2 separate regions of the Mus musculus genome follow, and region 2 is linked to region 1. The links are chromatin contacts, called in public HiChIP or PLAC-seq maps. All regions are on one chromosome and are shown on one strand. The core of a region is the stretch at or near the end of the contact, and the rest is flanking DNA. Distances in the headings are between cores, read along the strand shown. Region 1 overlaps Rapgef6 (Rap guanine nucleotide exchange factor (GEF) 6). Region 2 has its middle 18 kb from the start of Gpx3.

What was found. HiChIP or PLAC-seq counts read pairs in DNA pulled down with a chosen protein or histone mark.
Region 2: an H3K27ac HiChIP or PLAC-seq map of microglia shows a contact between it and region 1, with 5 times the contacts expected there. The contact joins two enhancer-like sites. A contact is called at or near these places in 1 of 15 datasets of contacts at CTCF or cohesin (large pre-B cells), 1 of 484 Hi-C or Micro-C datasets (bone marrow-derived macrophages), 3 of 115 datasets of contacts at active chromatin or transcription factors (bone marrow-derived macrophages, embryonic stem cells and microglia) and 1 of 9 other capture datasets (liver).

The regions. Positions count from the first base shown.
Region 1 is chr11:54,617,606-54,623,042 of GRCm38.p6, forward strand. It overlaps Rapgef6 (Rap guanine nucleotide exchange factor (GEF) 6), which reads left to right. Exons shown (of 29, transcript NM_001252494.1): 8 at 2,281-2,458; 9 at 4,711-4,847. Among named protein-coding and RNA genes, the nearest start is that of Rapgef6, 97 kb to the left of the region's middle. Within about 2 kb of position 1,421, at least 17 of the 459 cell types and tissues checked have an H3K27ac peak or open chromatin away from gene starts, as enhancers often do. A contact at or near this core is called in bone marrow-derived macrophages and microglia, where this site is marked.
Region 2 is chr11:54,882,150-54,887,940 of GRCm38.p6, forward strand. No RefSeq gene overlaps it. Among named protein-coding and RNA genes, the nearest start is that of Gpx3, 18 kb to the right of the region's middle. RefSeq lists an enhancer at 1-2,008. Within about 2 kb of position 2,997, at least 114 of the 459 cell types and tissues checked have an H3K27ac peak or open chromatin away from gene starts, as enhancers often do. A contact at or near this core is called in bone marrow-derived macrophages and microglia, where this site is marked.

The DNA.
Region 1 (5,437 bases), core at 171-2,670:
TATATGAGATACTATCATAGTCCATTCAAGCTGCTGTTTCAAAAAAAAATGCCGTGCACTGGGTAGCTCACAAACAGTAGAAATTCACTTTTCATGGTTTTAGATGCTGGGAATTCCAAATTACAGTAATGACAAATTTGCTATCCTGTGAAAGATCTCTTTCTGATCTGTAGATGGCACCATCTAGCTATTTCCTCATATGGAAGAAAGGTTGGATGGGCTTCCTCTGGCCTCGTATAGTACTACCCGTGAGGCACTACCCATTCATGAGGATTCTAATAACTTGGTGAGGTTTTAGCTGCTCAGAGGCTCCACCTTCCAGCACCATCATCTTGAAGTTAAGATTTCTTTCTATTAAGAATTTTTAGGGTGTTGGAGAGATGGCTCCATGTAAGAGCACTTGTGATTTTGGCTCCTAGCTCCATATAGCAGCTCACAACCATCAATAACCCCAGTGCAGGGAATTAGATGCCCTTTTCTGACCTCTGTGGACACCAGGCACACATGCAGTTTACTTACAATACATGTAGCCAAAACATTCATATACATATAATGAAAATAGTTATAATTTTTATGGGCTGGAGAGATAGTGCAATGGTTAAGAGTACTGACTACTCTTCCAGAAATCCTGAGTCCAATTTCTAGCACCTACATGGTAGCTCACAGCCATTTTTAATGGTATGTGATTCCCTCTTCTGGTGTTCATGAAGACAGAGCACCACTCATATTCATAAATAAATGAATAACTCTTTTTTAAAAAGTTTTAGGATCTGGGGATATGCCTTGGCTAAAGGAGCCTTGGGTGGCCCTATATTTGATGCCTAGCACTGTTGAAAAGGGAGGAAGATGTATGTAGCCCAGTTAGTAGAGTGCTTACCGTTACCATTAGGTTCAACCTTAGCACTTCATAAACTGAGCATAGGAGCATATACCTATAATCCTAAATGGCAGCAGGAAGATCAGAAGTTTAAAGGCCTTCTTGGCTACAGGTCAAGGCCCATCTGGGCCACATGAAACCCTGTCTCAAAAAGGAAAAGAGGATAATGGTCCAGGCCATAGCAGCAGACTGTTACAAACCATCTTTTCTAGTCTTAAAGGAGCTCATTGTATATTCATTCTGGATTATTAACTACTTAAAAATAAAGAGGAATCCAAAGGCACTATAAATTGTGCATAAAGCAAGACTAAGTTGTCATCTGAGCCCTAATGTGAATTAACAAAGGCCAGAAGATTAATATGCTGGCCCACAGAGAAAATGTGGAAGCAGTTCTGACAGCAGGGAGGCTGTAATTGCAGATACGGCTTTCTTTCCTGCCTGTCTCTAAGGTCGTTTTGTGTCCTATGGCTTACCTGTTTTTTCTCCATTCTTCTCTGTGATCCTGTTGCTGGCACTCTTTCTCTGCCCAGTATGTTGTATTTCTGTTGCTTCATTGCTCTTTCTGGTTCTGCTTCTCTTACTCAAGAGTTCTCCTTCCCATTTCCCTGCCTCTCCTCTTCCTGTTCATTTTTAGCTTTGTTCCTATTTTTAACTCTTTGAAACTTGTATTTATGGTCACATACACACATATTTATACATCCTACTGCAGCACAAGGAACCTGCCAGTGTCTACCCCTCATAGAAAAGTGACTTTTCTACACCTTCTTTATAGATCCTCAGCTACGACTGGGGCCTCGGGAGCAACTCTATAATGGAGTTTTGTTTTTTTTATACTGACTTAATTTTATTCCAGAGTACTTCTAAATAACAGTGCCATATTATGCTGGATATTTTATACTTCCTTGGTCTTATATAGGTCTTATGTGGGTAACCACAGTTGCTATGAGTTCATGAGTACAACATGTTATATACAAAGGAAGTATTTCAGAGCACTTGTCCCCATCTTCAGGCTCTTACTGCCTTCTCTTCTGTGATGTTCCCTGAATCTTTGGGCTCAGGAAAGGAGATTAATAAGAGAATAACTGACTATGAAAGAGGGCAGAAAGCATGTAAGACCTTAGATGAAGCTGTCATAATCTCCACTACTACTCATTTTGATTGCTTATTTTATAATTATGGATTTCCTGTGCTCAACTCACTATTTACTGTAGTAACTCTTAATATTCATGCCTTTTCATTTACAGTATAGATCAGGAGCATAGTATTAAAAGTATTCTAAATGTTTTTTACTTTTGGAAAGACATTTTCATCTTCTGTGAATGGTAGTTTTTGAAGCTTCCTAGTTCTTACGATATCTAGCATTGATAAGTTTCCAAAGTTGTGGTTGAAATTTCTTTCTGTAGGCTACAGAGAGTGAAGTAGGAGATGTAGATTTAACACGCCTTCCAGAAGGACCTGTTGATTCTGAGGATGAAGAGGAGGAGGAAGAAGAGATTGATAGAACAGATCCACTGCAGGGTCGAGATCTTGTTCGGGAGTGTCTTGAAAAGGAACCCGCAGACAAAACTGATGATGATGTTGGTAAGAAATATATACATTTGAGGCCAACCAGAGCTCCACAGAAAAACCATCTTAACACAGAGGGGTGGGGGGAGAGGGAGAGGAGAGAGAGAGAAGAAATAATTCTGTTCACATAAACATTTTTAACCCTATATACAAAATAATCTGTTGCCACATAACATATTGTACCAAAACATAACTTCTAAACACAATATACATTTATTATTTCATAGTCTTTGTTCGTTGGGAATTCAGGAACAACTTAGCTAGATAATATTAGCTTAAATCTTAGTCAGAGTTTACCTGCAAACTCCAGTCACCCAAGTCTTCACTGGAGTGTGTGAAAATCTTAAGTCCAAGATGACGACTCATGAGACTTCTGGTACAAGACCTCAGTTCCATGGCATGGAGTTTTCTTTGTAGCCTGCTTATTCACCCTAACAACTTAACAATAGATCTCTGATGTGGGTAGTCCAGGGTGAGCAAGGTAGATAGATGCCCTAGTGTCTTTTGTGACTATCATTCCTTCTGCCATAATCATTACACCGTGCAAACCTGAAAGAGTATTTGTGAAGACTGTGCCTGGACATTGGCATCAAGATGTCAGATCATTGAGAGCCATTGTTGAGACTTGCTGTGAGTGTTTATAAAATAAAAATGTTGATTTCATTTTACTGATTTTTATCTTGAGGTTCATAAGACTCACTAGAGTAGTACCTCAAGTCCATGAAGTTATTTATTTATTTATTTATTTATTTATTTATTTATTTATTTATTTATTTGGTTTTTCGAGACAGAGTTTCTCTGTATAGCCCTGGCTATCCTGGAACTCACTTTGTAGACCAGGCTGGCCTCGAACTCAGAAATCTGCCTGTCTCTGCCTCCCAAGTGCTGAGATCAAAGGCGTCGCGCGCCACCACCGCCCGGCTGAAGTAATTTTTAAATCAATTTCAAATATATTTCATTTACCCTCATTTGTGCCACCCTCATTAATGTTACCCTCATTAAAATTATAAAGCTTTTTGTGTATTTCTTAATTTCTTACAGTTAGATAATATGTTTTTAATTGAAAAATTGAATCTAAAGATGGTTAAGGAACTAAGTTTACTTTGAGTCAGTTACATATTGCTACTGTTCAATTACGATATTTTTTTTTAAGATTTATTTATTATATGTAAGTACACTGTAGCTGTCTTCAGACACTCCAGAAGAGGGAGTCAGATCTCGTTACGGATGGTTGTGAGCCACCATGTGGTTGCTGGGATTTGAACTCGGAACCTTTGAAGAGTAGTCGGGTGCTCTTACCCACTGAGCCATCTCACCAGCCCCCATTTACGATTTTATCTTGGATTTTTTATTATCTTATTGCTGTTCATATTAGAAGTCAATGTTAGTGAAAATTTTAACTTTTATTAGCAATGGCCAGTATATTTTTATATATTGTCTGCCATTATAAAGATAGAATATTGTTAAATAACCACTGTTTAGACTTGTGCTGTAAACAACCGCACAGACACTACATTTTATGAATTCCAAATACCTATGAGTATATACCTTCTTTGTATAGCTATTTTTATTGAAGTTCGTTTATCTTATTGCAGATGTGTGTGTATATTTCTCTTATTTTTATCTTTATTACTTAATGTGTTTTTAATCAAAAAATAGCCTCAAACCCATAAACATTTAGTAAAAATAGTAAATTTTTAGTAAAACTAGTTAACTAGTTGATTTAACAAATCTTGAGCTATACATCACTTTAGTTATCCCTAACTTACTGACTGATGTTACCAGTAGAATTAAGAAAAAGAAAATTCTAGCCTAAAAGTAATAGACAAAAGGGTTTTTGCAAATCTGTTAGATCAAAGTACAGCACTAAGTTGCACCACCAATCAAGTGACATCTCCAGCTAGGCAAATCAGATAGATGCTACAGCTTTGTTTGAACCTTTGTGGTTTCCTGTTTCTCTGGGTGTTTTGAATGATATCTTTCAATATACCAGTATATATATGCGACGGTAAATATACATACAGTTTATAAATTTATATGTGTACACATATAACCTACTAAATTAACTGGGTTTTTATAAAATATTTTTATTTGATAGCTCTATTGCCTGCATATACATCTGTGCATCATATGTGTGCAATGCTATGGAGGTCAGATATGGGTGTCAGGTCCTACGTTGATTAACAAGTTGAATACTGAATTAACAAAATTTGTATGTTAAAGTAAGCATCATTGATCTTTATACTGGGATTTGTGTTTTCTTACAGAACAGTTACTTGAGTTCATGCACCAGCTGCCTGCCTTTGCGAACATGACCATGTCTGTAAGGAGAGAACTCTGCTCCGTCATGGTTTTTGAAGTAGTAGAGCAGGCTGGGGCTGTTATTCTTGAAGATGGGCAAGAGGTAGGTCAGCAGATTATTAAATTAATTTCTCTAAGCTTGTATAAATTCAAGCTTTTTGGTTTAAATTATTTTGCGTGAATACTTGGTTGGGGTGATTAATTTTTGAAGAGGTTGTCTTGTTGTGGTTATTGCTTTACTCTTTTTAAATTGCTGTTTTCCTGGTGCTAGACTTTATGTAAAATCAGGATTCAATCAATAATTGAACCACTTTTAATACTAAAATTAATTAGACTCTTTTAAAGAATTCTTCATTGTCAATTTGTGTGCGTGCGTGCGTGCGTGCATACACGTATCCGTATGCGTATGCATGAGGGCAAGGTATTGATGCTGTTGCCTGCCTCCTAGTGGATATGATAAAGCTGTAGCATGATGGCTCTCAATTTTTCTAATGCTGTGACCCTTTAATACAGTTCCTCATTTTGTGGTGATGCTCAACCATAAAATTATCTCATTGACGAAGTATATATACTTCGTCACTGTAATTTTGCTACTGGTACAAATTGTAATGCAAATATCTGTTTTCCGATGGTCTCGGGCAACCCCTGTAAGAGGGTCACAACCCACAAGTTAGGAACCACTGCTGTAGTGAG
Region 2 (5,791 bases), core at 1,747-4,246, 270 kb after region 1:
TTCTATGCGTTCAGCTTGGTCTACTGAGTTCCACGTTAGCCAGGGCTATAATGGTGAGACCCTGCCTCAAAAGAAAACCATAACCAGACAGGTTCAGCAAGGGGAACCAGGCATGGTGGTACAAGCTTGTAACCTCAGCGCTTGGAAGGCAGAGGCAGGAGGATGACAGGCCCACAGCCACCCCGTGCTTTAGCATTCTCCTTTCAAAACGGAACAAACAAAAACAAATGAAACCAAAACAACACAAATAAAGAAAAGATAAATAAGGTTATGTGCAGGCCTCTGTGAACTGCTATCCTGCCACTGGGTTTCTATCTTCAAGATACAAAATCAGTGGGCAGGGAAGATGGGTCAGGCCAAGCCTGAGGACCTGAGTTTAGTATGTGGCACCCTTGGTGGAAGGAAGAACTGAGTTTCACAAGTGGTCCTCAGATCTCAGATGTGGCAAATGTACACGTATACACACACACACACACACACACACACACACACACACACACACACACAGAGATAGGTTTTTTTTTGTTGTTGTTTTTTTTTTAAAGATGAGGTTTGATAGAATGTAGAAAGAATGGAAAAGACAGAGGCCTATTCCAAGTGTAAATGCATCGAGAAGTCTCTGGAATGTGGGGGGTGGGGTGGGGGAACCACAACACTCCTGCAGAGACACTGGCCAGCCAGCAGGATGAGTGCTTCGAAAGGCTGGCTTTCAGCACCTTTCAATTATGGCGCAATGCCTGTGTCCTTGGGAGGTCATGTCTCACCACGGAATTAGAGACGCTGTTTGTGCTGTTCTTTTCCCAAGTGGTAAATATCCTGATTTTCCGTCTAATTCTCGGGTTTAGACATGCCCTCCCTTTCCCAGAAATTCACTCCCCAGAGTTTTCCCCTGTGGTTTCCCACGTCCTCCCATTTCACCCTTCCAGTTCCAGCAATCTGCCATCCCTGTTCAAAACAATTCTTAGCCCAGCTCCCCTCTTTTTCTTCTTACTATGCAGCCCAGGCTGTGCTTGAATTTACTATTACAATGCCTCTGCCTCCTGAGCCTCAGGTTACAGGCCTGAGCCACCAAGTCTGCCTTCCAATCACTGTTTAAAAACCAATAAATCATTTTTGTCGTTATTGTTTGGTTTTGTGTTTGATTTTTCGAGACAGGGTTTCTCTGTGTAGCCCTGGCTGTCCTGGAACTGGATATTTAGAACCAGGCTGGCCTTGAACTCAGAGATCCTCCTGCCTCTGTCTCCCTAGAGCAGGTGAGTACCACTATCCATTTTTATCAGGTTCTGAGGATCAAACCCAGGGTCTTATGCATGCACTGTACCAACCGAGTCACATCCCCAGTGGCAATCCCAGTACAAACACAGACAGCTATCCTGGAGTCTCTGGTCTTTGATATTAAAGACCATGTGTCAGGTGAAACTTTGATCAAACAAATCCACTTCATGCTTTTTTGGTTTTGTTTTGTCAGCCTGCCTTTCTCTATAGCAGTGTCAACCATGTGCCTTTAAAGTTGGTAGGTTCCTTGGGAGCACTTTTACGCGGTTTCTCAAAGGATATCCAGCATGGATCTGCCAAATCTCAACTGTTCAGCAGAGGTACCGGGTTTCATGTCAATCCCGGCATCTCAGGGAATCCTCCAGGCACAGGAGCACAAGCGTGTAACGGAGAAGCTTGGTGTGGTGGCCTTGAGGTCACACAAAGCCATAAGGTAAGGACAAAAAGGACACACTACGTGGCAACGCACTCATCTCCTAAGTGATTCTGTCCTGAGTGATTGGCTATGGGGAGAAGTAAGTGATCGGCTGAACCAGACAGGACTCAGGTCCTGTGCTCTGTGTGTGTGTGTGTGTGTGTGTGGTGTTATACATTTGCGCCGAGCTGTGTGAAAGTCAGAAGACAACCTCAAGTGCTACTTTCCAAGTGTAGTTCACCTTCTTTTTCTTTTAAACAATTTTATATATATGTATTTTTTTTTTTTGGAGGGGAGTGCCCTGATCCATGTACACGAGACCATAATGCAGGTCAGAAGACTATGTCCACAAGTCAGTTCTCTCCTTTCGACATACAGGTTGGGAATCAAGCTCTCCTCAGATCTGTGGCAACGAGTGCCTTTACCCACTGAGCTGTCTTGCCAGCCCTCCCTTGTTTTGAAGCAAGGCCTAGATGAACTCTTCAAGATGGCTGGGCTGATGGTCAGTGAGCCCCAGGGATCTGCCTGTCTCTGCCTCTTCAGTGTTGGGACTGCAGATGTGGGCCACACACCCGTCTTTTTTTTTTTTTTTTTTTTTCATTTTGTGTGCATGCAAGTGCCTGGTGCCTACCAAACACAGAAGAGGGCATTGAGGATCCCCTGGAGCTGGAGTTAGAGACAGTTTGAGTTGCCCTGTGTGTACTGGGAACTGAACCTAGATTCTCTGCAAAAACAGGAACAGGAAGTGTTCTTAACTGCTGAGACATCTCTACAACCCCCACCCCCAGCTTTTAGAGAGAGAGAGAGAGTGAGAGAGAGAGAACGAGAGCACTCTAGGGATTGAACTCTGGTCTTCAAGCTTGCAAGACAAGCACTTTTCAGGCGCTAGCTCTTCCTGCCTCCCTCCAAGTGCTTTTGAAATCTCTCTTCTCATTTGATGTCACTATAGTGCTCTAATCATGGGGCTATTTGACCAAATAAAGAGGTAAGTCAACGTAATAGCCTTCAAGGGGCCACCTCTGACTCTTGAGGGCCTCCAGGGTTTGGGAAGCCCTAAGCAAGGCTGCAAGAGGAGCGGACGGAGGGCACTCTCCCCAAAGCCCTTTCAAGCCAGGTCTTTGAGCACCATAGGCTCCCAGCAGCCAGCCCTCCCAGTTTGTAAATTCTTGACCAGGAACCTCCTGTTCTCTCAAATTGCTCAAGTGGTGGAGGGGCCAATTTCCTGCGGTTTAATAAACAGGCTGTTTATAGCCAGGAGCAGTCACGGGGCAGCAACCAGCAGGGACAGGCCAGGAGGTCATGCTGCTCCTGGAGTCAGGCTCTTCATAAACACCCGCCCCTTCTCCAGTGAGCCTCCTGGGAGGGGACAGCTCTGAACACACGGCCCTTGCTGGGCAGAGCACCAAGAACCACACGTTTTCCTTCTTTTTACAATGTCTGCCTCTCTCCCTCTCCACTCTCCTGCCCATCCCCCTCCCTGCACCCCCTATCTTCTCTAGTGGACAAGGATGCCTTTCCAGAGGACCTGCACCTGGTACCTCTGAGTGGGCAATTGATCTTTCTGAGCTTCAGTTTTCTTGGTTCTCCTATTATCCTTCACCCTAACCTTCCCTCTAAGGAGAAATCCTTTCCCTTCCCTGCCTGTCTTCTCCAAACTTGTCCCCATTGCCACTGCTGGCCATGTTAAGCTGATTGCCCTTTTACTGCCTTGGGGGATGGACCAAAAAGCCAGGCTTCAAGCTCAAGACAACTGATTCTGATGGGGTCAGGCTGGCCTTGGCACGTTCCCACAAGGCCATGCCCTAGGGCTCTCTGCTTTTTAATAAACTGATCCTATCATCTGGAGGGTAGGTTGGGGTGGAGGAACAGTGTAGAACAGGAGGGCATAGATACTTTGCTTGTTGGCTTCTTCTGGACTTCTGTCTGGCTCTTCCATTGCCTTAACGGTAAGAAACTACCATGTGAATGGCAGGCAAGTCCCCTCCGTTGTCTGGACTACAAATGCAGGGCACAAAGTGAGCTCTCCAAGATGGAAGCCTGTTCTTCTTCTGTTATGATATAGTAGCTGAGGACTCCATCTTAGAGGGCTGAGGCCAGCCCTGTGAGCAACCTGAGGCTGATAAGACAATACAAAACACCGGCCTAGGATGTTGTCCCATGCCAGCAGAACTGAAGGTCCCCAGGAGCAGATGTAGCCTTTAAAAAGTTGCAGTCTTAAATCCATCCAAGGAGATTGTGGTTAGTTGCAGCTTTAATAAAATTTGGCTAATTAAAACTTGATAAGAGTTCAGGTGGTCTCTCCCGGTGGTCTCAAAGTCTGCAACAATGAAGAAGCACTCTAACCAAAAGCAAATTAAAGAAAGAAATGGTTTGTTTGTCTGATACTTCAGTTGATGATCCAACAATGAGTGATGTCAGGGTAAGAACTCAAGCAGGAACTTGAAGCAGAAATCAAGGAGGAAGGCTGCTTGATGCTTCACCCTGAGGGTCTAACTAACTTTCTTATACAACCCAGGCCCTCCTGCCTAAGGGTGGTGCTGCCCACAGTGAGCTGGGCTCTCCTGCATCAAAGATTAAGACAATCCTCCACAGGTATGGCCACAGGCCAATTTGATCTAGAAAATTCTTCAACTGAGGCTCCTTCTCAGATCAGTTATCTCAGTCTGTGTCAACTTGATGGACAGTTAAAGCTAACTAGGACAGATCCCATCTCCATTACCGAGAAGCCAGGTTTACTGAACCTCTCTATGCCTGCTTCCTTCATTGTAAATCAGCACCCAGCACTTAGGAGGTACAGTCAGGCAGAGTTTTGTGAGTTCAAGACTAGCACGGGTTATATAATAAGCACCAGGCTAGGCAGGGCTACATTAGGGACACTGTCACAAACAAATAAATATCCCCAAATTCTCCCCTTCCCCCAAAAAATGAGGACTGGAGAGATGGCTTAGTAGTTAAGAGCACTGGCTACCTTTTTCAAAAGGCTTGGAACCTCTCTAGAATGTTTGGTAAAGCCTTGACTTATGACTTTCTTTGGTCTATAACTAATGAACTCTCATGAAACTACTACTAAGGAGGGACATGTTACTTAGGGCAACTTGAATCTTAGCCAGAGCCATTCATATTGGCATAAGAATAAATTCTATCTTATTCTTGTTGAGCTGATAATTGTTTTGTGTCCACATAAAAACCATCATGGGCACTTATTTAGAGGCAGGGTCTTAGGTAGCTTAGGATAATACCTCCAATTTGAAGTGTAGCTGAGTGTGACCTTGAACTGCTGATCCACCTGTTTCTGCTAGAATAACAGGCAATGTGCCACCGTACTTGGTTTATATCATGCTTGGGATCAAACACAGGCTTTGTGCATGTCAGGCAAGCATCCTACCAACTGAACTACATCCTCAGCCCCGTCACCGTCATCTTGACCAGTCATAACCATGTAAATTGGAGGGACTGTATCCCACGTCCAGAGCCAAATCCTTCCTTGTGTTAGTTCTCGCTCAACACTGTGACAAAATACCTGGGAAACAGCTGTCTTAGTCACTGTTCCACTGCTGTGAAGAGACACCACGACCAAGGCAACTCTTAGGAAAGGAAGCATTTCATGGAGGCTTGCTTACAGTTTTGGAGACTGATCCCTTATCATTATGGCTGGAAGCAAGGTGGAAGGCCTGCAGGCATGGTGCTGAAGTAACTAAGAGTTACACCCTGATTGCAGGCAGAGAGAGAGAGAGAGAGAGAGAGAGAGAGAGAGAGAGAGAGAGAGAGAGAGACTAGGCTTGTCATCATGTTTTATTTTTTTAAAGATTTACGTATTTTATGTATATGAGTACACTGTAGCTGTCTTCAGACACACCAGAAGTGGGTATCGGCTCCCATTACAGATGGTTGTGAGCCACCATGTGTTTGCTGGGAATTGAACTCAGGATCTCTGGGAGAGCAAAAAGTAGTCAGTGCTCTTAACTGCTGAGCCATCTCTCCAGCCCCCTGGCATGGGTTTAAACCCTCAAAGCCCACCTCCCATCCCCAGTGACGCACCTCCTCCAAGACCACACCTAATCCTTCCCAAACTCCACTAGCTGGGAACCAAACATTCAAATA